3 separate regions of the Mus musculus genome follow, and regions 1 and 2 are each linked to region 3. The links are chromatin contacts, called in public Hi-C and promoter capture Hi-C maps. All regions are on one chromosome and are shown on one strand. The core of a region is the stretch at or near the end of the contact, and the rest is flanking DNA. Distances in the headings are between cores, read along the strand shown.

Region 1 (3,030 bases), core at 513-3,012, 320 kb before region 3:
TAGCCCTGATTCTAAAAATCCGGATGATTTCCAAACTTGGAAGCGTTGTCCCCTCCAACTCGACTCCTTTTCCAGATGAGAAACCGTGCCTCCTTCACAGACACTTGAGCACCCACCCCCAAACACAGCTCTCATCTCAAAGGGAAATGAGAGAGAGCTGATTCTAGAGTCAATATGGATGTCCAGGATCCAGAAGCTTGGACAATTTACCCCAGACACTAAGTTCCAACCTGCAAACAGTTTCACAAAGTTCTTAAAGTAGCACAAAAGAAAACCACTAACCAAGGGCCTTTCAGGTAGTAAGGTAGAGCCATAAATGTAGCACAAGTCTATAAACCCAGCACCTTGGAGGTGGAAGCTGGAGAGTTAGTAGTTCAAGGCCATCCTTAGCTATATAGCAAGTTGGAGGCTAGCCTGGGCTACATGAGACCTTGTCTCAAGAATCCCAAACAAATCAAATGAATGCCTACCCACCTCCCATGGCCAAATATTGGTGGTAAGAATAACAGGCAGGTAGGTTAGAACATTTGGAAACCAGTCTCAGGTCTCACACGTGTTATCTGATGACTCTCTTCTCGTTTCCTATTTTTGTGTATTTTGAGACAGGGTCTCACTATGTAGCCCTGGCTGGCCTGGAACTCACTATGTAGACCAGGCTAGCCTCCAACTCAGGGTGTCAACTCTCCCCAGTCACAAACCTTTAATACAGGTTTGATCGGTTTGTGTTTCTGGGACCTTGAGTTCACAGTCTGGTTTTCTCCCGTCAGCCTGCTGGGATACCCGGAAGGGCAGCCTGGTGGCAGAGCTGTCCACCATCGAGTTCAGCCACCGAGACCCAGTGTATGGCACCATCTGGCTGCAGTCAAAGACAGGCACTGAGTGCTTCTCAGCATCCACTGATGGGCAGGTACCATTCGGCAGACCCTGGAGAGGAGGAGAGGGAGGGGAGGGGAGGGGCCGTCCAGAGACCACTGCCTTATGTTCTGCCTTCCAGTACTTTGTATTGTATTGTATTGTATTGTATTGTATTGTATTGTGCAGTGCTGGAGCTGGAACCCGGGGCTTCATGCATGGGGGGGGGGGGGGGAGGGAGGGTTCTACCACTGAGCTGTACACTCCAGCCCCCTCTTTCTTGTGTTTGTTTGTTTGTTTGTTTGTTTTTGAGACAGGGTTTCTCTGTGTAGTCCTGGCTGTCCTGGAACTCACTGTGTAGACCAGGCTGGCCTGGAACTCAGAAATCTTGCCTGCCTCTGCCTCCCAAGTGCTGGGATTAAAGGCGTGCGCTACCACTGCCCGGCAGCCCCCTCTTTCTTAAACAACAACAAAAAAAAAAAAAAGGAAGGAAGAAAAGAAAGAAAGAAAGAAAGAGAGAAAGAGAGAGAGAGAGAGAGAAAGGAAGGAAGGAAGGAAGGAAGGAAGGAAGGAAGGAAGGAAGGAAGGAAGGAAGGAAGGAAGGAAGGAAGGAAAGAAAGGAAAGAAAAAGGCAGGGTCTTCACAGTCTCAATCGCCCTTCCCTGCCAGGTCATGTGGTGGGACATCCGCAAGATCAGCGAGCCCATCGAAGTTGTCATTATGGACATTTCCAGAAAGGAGCAGCTGGAGAACGCCCTGGGCGCCATCTCCTTGGAGTTCGAGTCTACCTTGGTGGGTGTTTTTTGTTCTCCCTTCCTCAACCTCGCTTGCTTGGGCTACGGACAGCAGGCATGGCACCTTGCCGGGCAACCTTACTCCTTGTGAAGGCTTTACCGCGATCTTCCAGCAGGGGGCAGCAGAGCACCTCCAGGAAGGCTGCCGTTGACACCAGCTTGAGGCCCGCCCTTCTGAGCAGAGGGGAGCTTTAAAACCAGAGAAGCCCAGTTTTAGGGGAAGATCCTGCCCAGAACCAATGTCCTCACTGCTTTGGCTTCAGTTGAGGCCCTAGGCTGGTCACTTCCCTTCCTCGGGAGGGGGGGGGGTGCAGGGGGAGGGAAATAAACGGGAATTGAGGAAGGAAAGAAGATCAGAGGAGCCAGGTGGAAAAGCAGAGCACAGACCCCGTTAGAACCAAGTCTCAACAGACAGGGAATGATAAAGAAACTCCCAAAGCCAGGAACGCAGATGCAGGCCTGTAATCCCAGCATATCTGAGCTGGAGGCAGGGAGATCAGGAGTTCAAAGTCATATGTAACAAGTTTGAGGTCCTGTTTTGTTTGGTTGTTGTTGTTTTTTTTTTAAGTCAAAACAAACAACAAAACAGAAAACAAGAAGCCAGAGAGAGCCTTTGTATTTGTACACAAATTTGACCTGAGTTTAATTCCTGGATGGAGCTATGGAAGGAAACTGACTCCGGGAAATTGTCCTCTGACTTCTACTTATATATAGTATGTCATAGTATTCATGGACACACACACACACACGGGGGGGACACAAGGGGGTTATGATGATCATGATGATGTTGATAATAAATAAAAATTTATTAACTCAAAATTGAAGCCAGAAGCAGAAAAATCACTGAAAATTCAAAACCGGCTGAGATCACAGAGAATTCCAGGCCAGCCAGGAGTACATAGCAAGACCATGTCTCAAACATACAAAAGCAAAGACCTATAAAAATAAAATAAGCTTAGAGTTTATCAGAGCAGTCTCAAGAGTGCGTCAGAAGCAGAAAATGGACGCTCTCCCCAAATCAAGGCAAGAAAATCTCTTTGCAGATGGGTCGTGGCTTAGGCTGGTCCCTCCTCTAAATAGCTGAGGCTCAAGCTTGGTGGCCCCACTCCTATGTCCTTGGCAGTGTCACTTATTTGGTTCATGGTCACATCATGCGTAGGACCTGGGGAGGCTCTGCCCTCACACCTGCCTCCAGCATCCCCAGCCACAGGCCAGAATTCACTTGCTGGAATGATGAGTGGGAAGGCAGCCACTCACCCCGAACTCAGGGCTTATCTGGGGGCGTTCAAGAAGACATTGTGCCCTGATGCTGCGATTTCTAGGCCACGTGCTGAATGTAATGTCCCCTCTTCTCCACAATGGTCCGTGAGTACACAAAGGTCCG
Region 2 (3,201 bases), core at 614-3,113, 330 kb before region 3:
GCTCACAATGGGCTGGATTATCATCTGTGTCTGATTGCGTGTTCTCCCCCATTATCCTGAAGAACTGCCACTGTTCAACGTGAAGATGGAGAAAGTTAAGTCTCAGAAATGGAAAGTAAGGCTGGGATGTAGTTCAGTGGTAGAGCTCCAGCCTATCCGATGCAAGGCCCTGTCAATCCCAATACTGAAAGATTATCTTAAGACACCACCATTCGATTGCTGTGAAGAGACGCCACAACCAAGGCAAATATTATACAAGAAAGCTTTTAACTGGGGGGTTTGCTTATAGTTTCAGAGGGTTAGTCCATTATCATCATGGAGGGAAACATGGTGGTACATGGACAGACATGATGCTGGAAAAGTAGCTGAGGGCTACATCCTGATCCACAGGCAGCAGGAAAGGAGAGAGAGAGAGAGAGAGAGAGAGAGAGAGAGAGAGAGAGAGAGAGAGACTGGGCCTGGTGTGAGCTTTTAAAGCCTCCAAGCCCACTCCCAGTGACATACCTTCTCCAACAAGGTTCTAATCTTTTCCAAAAAGCTTGTCCATCTGGGAACTAAGCATACAAATATATGAGCTATGAGGGTGATCTCATTCAAACCTCACAGGGGATGGCAGAGAGAGTGCCTTGCTAAAATCCCATGATAAATAAAGAACCAACCTCGGGTCCCAAATGCTCTTAAGGAACACCTCTGGGAAAGTATATACGGTTCTGTAGTTTTCTTTCTCTTTAAAAAATTATATTGTGGGCTGGAGAGATGGCTCAGAGGTTAAATACACTGACTGTGCTTCCAGAGGTCCTGAGGTCAATTCCCAGCAACCACATGGTGGCTCACAACCATCTGTAATGGAATCTTGGTACCCTCTTCTGGCATGCTGACAGAACACGGTACTAAATAAATAAATAAATCTTTTTTTAAAAATCATATTGTGTATGTGTGTGTTTGTGTGTGTCTTACATAGCACAAGTATGGAGGTCAGAGGACAACTTAGAGAATTCAGTTCTCTCCTTCACCATGTGTGTCTGGGGCTCAACCCTAGGTCATAGAAGTGGTAGCAAGCCCCTTTCTCTACTGAGCCATCTCACCAGTCCTAGATATAGGACTCTACCTCCCTTCTTTAATTCTTTTTAAATTATTGATGATGATGATGATTGTGGGTGTGCTACATGACACAGATCAGAGGACAACTTTGTGGAATCCATTTTTTCCCCCATTTTTATGTGGGTTCTAGGATGTGAACTCTGCTTGTCAGGCTTACCCAACAAAGTGCCTTGTACTCAGCCTGTCCATCAATCCCTCCCACATTTTCTCACTTCCTTGCCTCAAGCTCATGAGAAACACATCTCTCTTTGTGTCATTCATGTGTCCATCAGCTAGCTCATTCATTCATGCAATGAAACCATATTTACAACGTGCCAGCCGCATAGCTAAGCCATGCTTGCATGCATTGAGCCTGACCCTCAAGGAATTTCCATTCCAGAGATGAATTCAGAAGGGTGGTGGTGCAAGGGATACGTTAACAGAAGAGACCCGGACATTGTAGCAGTGACAAATCAGACATGATCCGAACTGACCCAGGTGCGGGGCTTCCCACGCTCTGGTCACTTTGATTGCGTTTTCGGGGGATACGGGAGTGGGGGAGGGACTTTGCTGGGTATAGACTGTAGACTTGGGTAGGCATTTTGGCAAAGCTTTGGTTAACTTTCCTCCACCTCTTCCGCAGACCTCCTCCAGAGAAGGAAGGAGAGAAGGGGGTGCTTCCGACTAGCGGGACCAGAGTCACGTGCTCCAGATCGCCTTCCGAACTGCCGGCGTCTCGGCCCGGCCAGGGTTGCTAGGCAACTGGTAAACTCCGCAGCTCCCAGCCGTTTAAGCTGCGCTGGAGCTGGGACTGGTCTTGGGCGCTTCTCCTGGGCTGTGTGGCAGGAGGTGAGCCAGGATAAGGGGCGGGCGTCCTAGAGGACGTCCAAGCCCGAAAGAAGACCTGGCAAAAAGAGGGAAAAGCTCTCGAGGGTAATAATCACCAACAGTGCAAGAAATCTCGGAGAACTGTCAGGTGCTGGAATCAGCTCATTCTGCTGCATTAATCCTCGCTGCCCTGAATATTCTTCAAGCTCCAGGACCTCCTCAGCCTCCAAGCACCTTGCCTTCTGCACTTCTCCACCAGGCCCTGACCCGGGCTGTGACCCGGAGTGGGCGGGACCTCTTTCTGGCTTTCAGGTGAATGGAACAAAATTTCAAGCCCAGGAAGGATGGGTTGTTAAGAAGAGAGCTTTCAGTTAAACGTAGGGAGGGGGATAGGGATAGGCCGGTAAACCCTGCACTCCTGTAAACTGATGCAGGAGGATTACCAAGAGTCAGAGAGCAACCTAGACTACTCAGTGCGCTCTAGGCCAGTGGACTCAGAGTGAGAGCCTGTCTCAAAGACTAAGAGAGGGGGCTGGAGGACTGTCTCAGCTGCTAAGAGTGAGTGCGCTCTTGCAAAGAACCGGGAGTTTGATTTCCAGCACCCACATCAGGTGACTCACAACCCCTGAAACTCCAACTCCAGGGGATTTGGCACTTCTGGCTTCCACCCCACCTGCACTTGTGTGCACTTACACACACACACACACACACACACACACACACACACACACACACACACACACGATTAAAAATAAAGTGAAATTAAGAAAAATAAAATGGAGGGCGTAAAATGGGAGATCACAAGAGTCTTGTGGACTGAGCACAGGTACTGTATGTAAATGCACCTTTTCTTTTGCCCCTCCATCTGGGAGTTGGCCTTTCATCTACATTTAGGGTCAGGAGACCATTTTCCTAACCTTGTCCAGAAGGTTCACAAAGACATTGGAAAGACACAGGAGCCCTTCCATCTGTATTCCTCACTCAAGCACGGCTCTACAATTCCAGGCACACAAGGGACAAAGGGTGACCCTCCTCCTGGCCCCCTTCCCATACTGACACCTCTGTTGCCTGCTATTTCCTGGCCCTTCCTCCCAGCTGTGTACCATGCTTTCCGCTCAACCACAAGGGGTTCTCTCTAGGAACGACTTTGCTCATTATCCTCGCCTGAGGCAAGTCTTGTTGTTTCTGTTGGGCTAGGGTGCAGGAAATGATCACATGTTTTGGTGTTTGGACCAGGGTATAGCGGTTCTTTGTGACCCTGGATTTGAGACTCAGTGGGGCTGGGTGTAGCTC
Region 3 (2,892 bases), core at 235-2,734:
TTTTGTTTGTTTGTTGTTTTGAGCCAGGCTCTCATGTAGCCAAAGCTGGCTTGGAACTATTTAGCTATTTTGCTGAGAGCCCTTCAGCTTCCTATGATGACCTAGATCATGAAGGCGCTGAGGGGGCTGCTGGGAGATGCTCCAGGCTCCTCTCACTTCACTCAGAAGAAAGCTGTTTGGGGGCCATCAAGATGGCTCAGTGGGCGCTTGCTGCGCAAACCCGGTTGTCATAGTTAGGTCCCTAGACTCACCCTAAAGGTGGAAGAAGAGAGCTGACTCTACAAAACTGGCCTCTGACCTCACATCACCACCCACCACCACACATACCACACGCTTACATCATAAAAAGGAAAAAGAAAACTACGTGTGGACAGAGTCACTCAGCTGGCCTCTTCCTTTAAGCCCTAACCACCACTGAAGAAAAAAATGCAGGTAGACATGGGGTAGCTTTTATGTTCTATGAGGGTCCAGCAGCAACAGCAACAGCAACAGCAACAGCAACAGCAACAGCAACAACAACAACAACAAAAACATAAAAAGTCACCTGCAAAGAAATACCCTCGAATTTTCATCCTAAACAGTTCCTGGAAAGAAAATGTGTTCTCCCTTTTTTTTTTTTTTTTTTGAGACAGGGGTCTCATTATATAGACCAGGCTGGCCTCGAACTCACAGAGATCCACCTGCATCTATCTCCCAAGTACTGGGATTAAAGTCATGCACGACCATACTTGGCCGAAGTATCTTTTACAGATTTTTTTTTTGGCAAGATCTCACTATGTAGCTGAGGCAAGCCTACAACCTCCTGCCTCAGCCTCCTGCATGCTGTGGTTACAGGCACCCACTGTCACAACTGGCTACTCTTTATTCCTTACAAACACTTCTAACCTCTTTAAACTTCAGCAAAAACAAGGTCACTGCTGACTTCTGCACGCTCCACGGTCTTTAAGATCTCTATCTACACTTTAGCATAAATCATTGCTTTTCTGCTCCACTGGCTGGTCCATCCTTCAAGACTGACTTCTGTGAAGACTCGATGAAGCCTCCATCCCTCTGAGGGCAGAGCGAGGAGCCCCTGCTGTAGTTGATATCTACAGGATCGGTCTGTATTGTAACAAGACTTATCCTGTAGCATAATCATTTGACTCCCTCATTCAAATAGGATTCCCCTTGACTGGGGGAAGTTACTTTATAGTTACAACATTTAGAACAGTCCAGGGTTGCAGTTGGTGCTTAGTAATGGTTTGTAGGACCCATAGATGGATGCTGGACTACACTGATAGATAAAGAGATGGGTGAATGCATGTATGTTCCCCCTGCCCCTAGGCCCCACCCCCACTTCTGACATCTGGATTCTGGCTTGAACCCAGGACTCCGACTCTACCCCCCTCCCCCCTGCAAAATTAGGTTTACAGATCCACCTCCCTACTCACCTTGGAAGCAGAGAAGGAGCAGACCTGCACATAGCCTCATCCTCCTGCCTCACTGGGTGCTGTCTCCAGAAAACTCCAGGTCGCTGCTGGAATCCAGATGTGTGTAACAGAGCCCAGGCAACCACCTTCTTGTTCAAGTTCTCTCCATGTGTTTTTTCTTATCTGCTTCCTTTGCACTCTGAGCTACTTCCTACTTTAACAAAAAAAAAAGGAAGATGAGTGAGAATCGCTTCAGAGAATGAACGGAGCAGATCCATTGCACGGGCCTGCACTCAATAAAAGCACGTTTGTCACAGCCTGACGCTTCAGGAAAGCCAGTTGCTGTGTGCAATAGCTTCAGCCCTTGTTTCTCCAGCTCCCTTTCCTGTCTAGTACACCTGCCTGATCCCCACTGCTTCCCTCTGCTATGGCTACTGACTTTGGGATCATAAGTGCCCCCCATTCAAAGAGCAGAGATGAGGGGGTCCTCTTTGTCTTTCTCAACCATTGTTTCTGCCCAGTTGATCTCAGGACTCTGCCACGGCACTCCGGTGGAGTCAGCCTGTCAGGCAGGGATGCCTAAAAGCTGCTCATGAGGAAAAAAGAGTTTCAAGGAAGCTCTCCTCCTGGAGTCTGGCGTTCTCTCTAACCTCTCTAACCCATACATTGTGAGGAGCGGGTGTGGCGGCAGTCCCAAAGGCGCCAGGGACTGCAGCTAAGTCGTATGACTTGCACCTGACTTCCTCATATAAGCCACAAACATCTTGAGAGCTGCGCAGGTGTACCAGGATACTGGTGAATCCATTTTGATGGAGATATGCCCCTGCTGCCCTGATTAGCTGAAGCTGCGTGCCTGGTGAGGTGGCGTGGCCTGCTGTGCGTGGATGGGAACTGAGAGTATAAAAGAGTGAGAGACCCAGAGTTCAAGGGAGATATAAACAAGGGAGATATAAACAAGGGAGATATAAACAAGGGAGATATAAACAAGGGAGATATAAACAAGGGAGATATAAACAAAGGGAGATATAAACAAGAAGAAACGGGACTGAATAAACGTGTGCAGAAGGATCCTGTGGCAGCGTTGTTCTTCGTGGCCAGTTGGGTGCACGCAAGAATACATTAATATTCCATTCCCGCGTTAGTCTAGTGTATGGATCCACGTGCTCTCTGTTAGTATTACCCTATTATAAGTGCCTTTTAAGATTGAATTCTGACATAGCTAAACCCAGTGTTCCAACATCCCAGAAAGCAGCAAGGAAGTTTAACCTATTCAGTAACTAATTAAGCATTACAATAAGACAGAGCCAGTGGCTCAACTGGTCACAGAAAGAGCCTGGGAATCTCACTGAGATAGAAATCTTTAGTACAGGCTACATTCCATACCTATAGCAAGTTGATTTACTCTCCTGACAAATGGAGATTCTCCAGACAAGATAAGAATTAGCAAGGCCTAGGAATTTAGGGGTCCGTGACACTACATTAT

Evidence for each region. Promoter capture Hi-C pulls out the DNA fragments that hold promoters and counts their contacts. Hi-C and Micro-C count contacts between places; a contact is called where the count stands out from the background.
Region 1: a contact with region 3 is called in a Hi-C map of bone marrow-derived macrophages, with 19 read pairs. The contact joins the enhancer-like site here to the promoter of Cd300e in region 3. A contact is called at or near these places in 12 of 39 promoter capture datasets (the 3T3-L1 cell line, the C10 cell line, the HPC-7 cell line and 6 more), 3 of 484 Hi-C or Micro-C datasets (bone marrow-derived macrophages, embryonic stem cells and nephron progenitors), 6 of 115 datasets of contacts at active chromatin or transcription factors (the HL-1 cell line, embryonic stem cells, large pre-B cells and 3 more) and 3 of 9 other capture datasets (adipose tissue, embryonic stem cells and liver).
Region 2: a contact with region 3 is called in a promoter capture Hi-C map of stem cell-derived epiblast-like cells, with 4 times the contacts expected there. The contact joins the promoter of Dnaic2 here to the promoter of Cd300e in region 3. A contact is called at or near these places in 13 of 39 promoter capture datasets (the 3T3-L1 cell line, 3T3-L1-derived adipocytes, the C10 cell line and 7 more), 4 of 115 datasets of contacts at active chromatin or transcription factors (embryonic stem cells, pancreatic cancer cells and stem cell-derived neural progenitor cells) and 4 of 9 other capture datasets (adipose tissue, embryonic stem cells, liver and 1 more).

The regions. Positions count from the first base shown.
Region 1 is chr11:114,743,534-114,746,563 of GRCm38.p6, forward strand. It overlaps Dnaic2 (dynein, axonemal, intermediate chain 2), which reads left to right. Exons shown (of 13, transcript NM_001034878.3): 7 at 768-907; 8 at 1,522-1,644. Among named protein-coding and RNA genes, the nearest start is that of Dnaic2, 18 kb to the left of the region's middle. Within about 2 kb of position 1,763, at least 18 of the 459 cell types and tissues checked have an H3K27ac peak or open chromatin away from gene starts, as enhancers often do. A contact at or near this core is called in bone marrow-derived macrophages, where this site is marked.
Region 2 is chr11:114,725,556-114,728,756 of GRCm38.p6, forward strand. It overlaps Dnaic2 (dynein, axonemal, intermediate chain 2), which reads left to right and starts at 1,864. Exons shown (of 13, transcript NM_001034878.3): 1 at 1,864-2,220.
Region 3 is chr11:115,060,555-115,063,446 of GRCm38.p6, forward strand. It overlaps Cd300e (CD300E molecule), which reads right to left and starts at 1,485. Exons shown (of 4, transcript NM_172050.3): 1 at 1,431-1,485. The coding sequence starts at 1,470.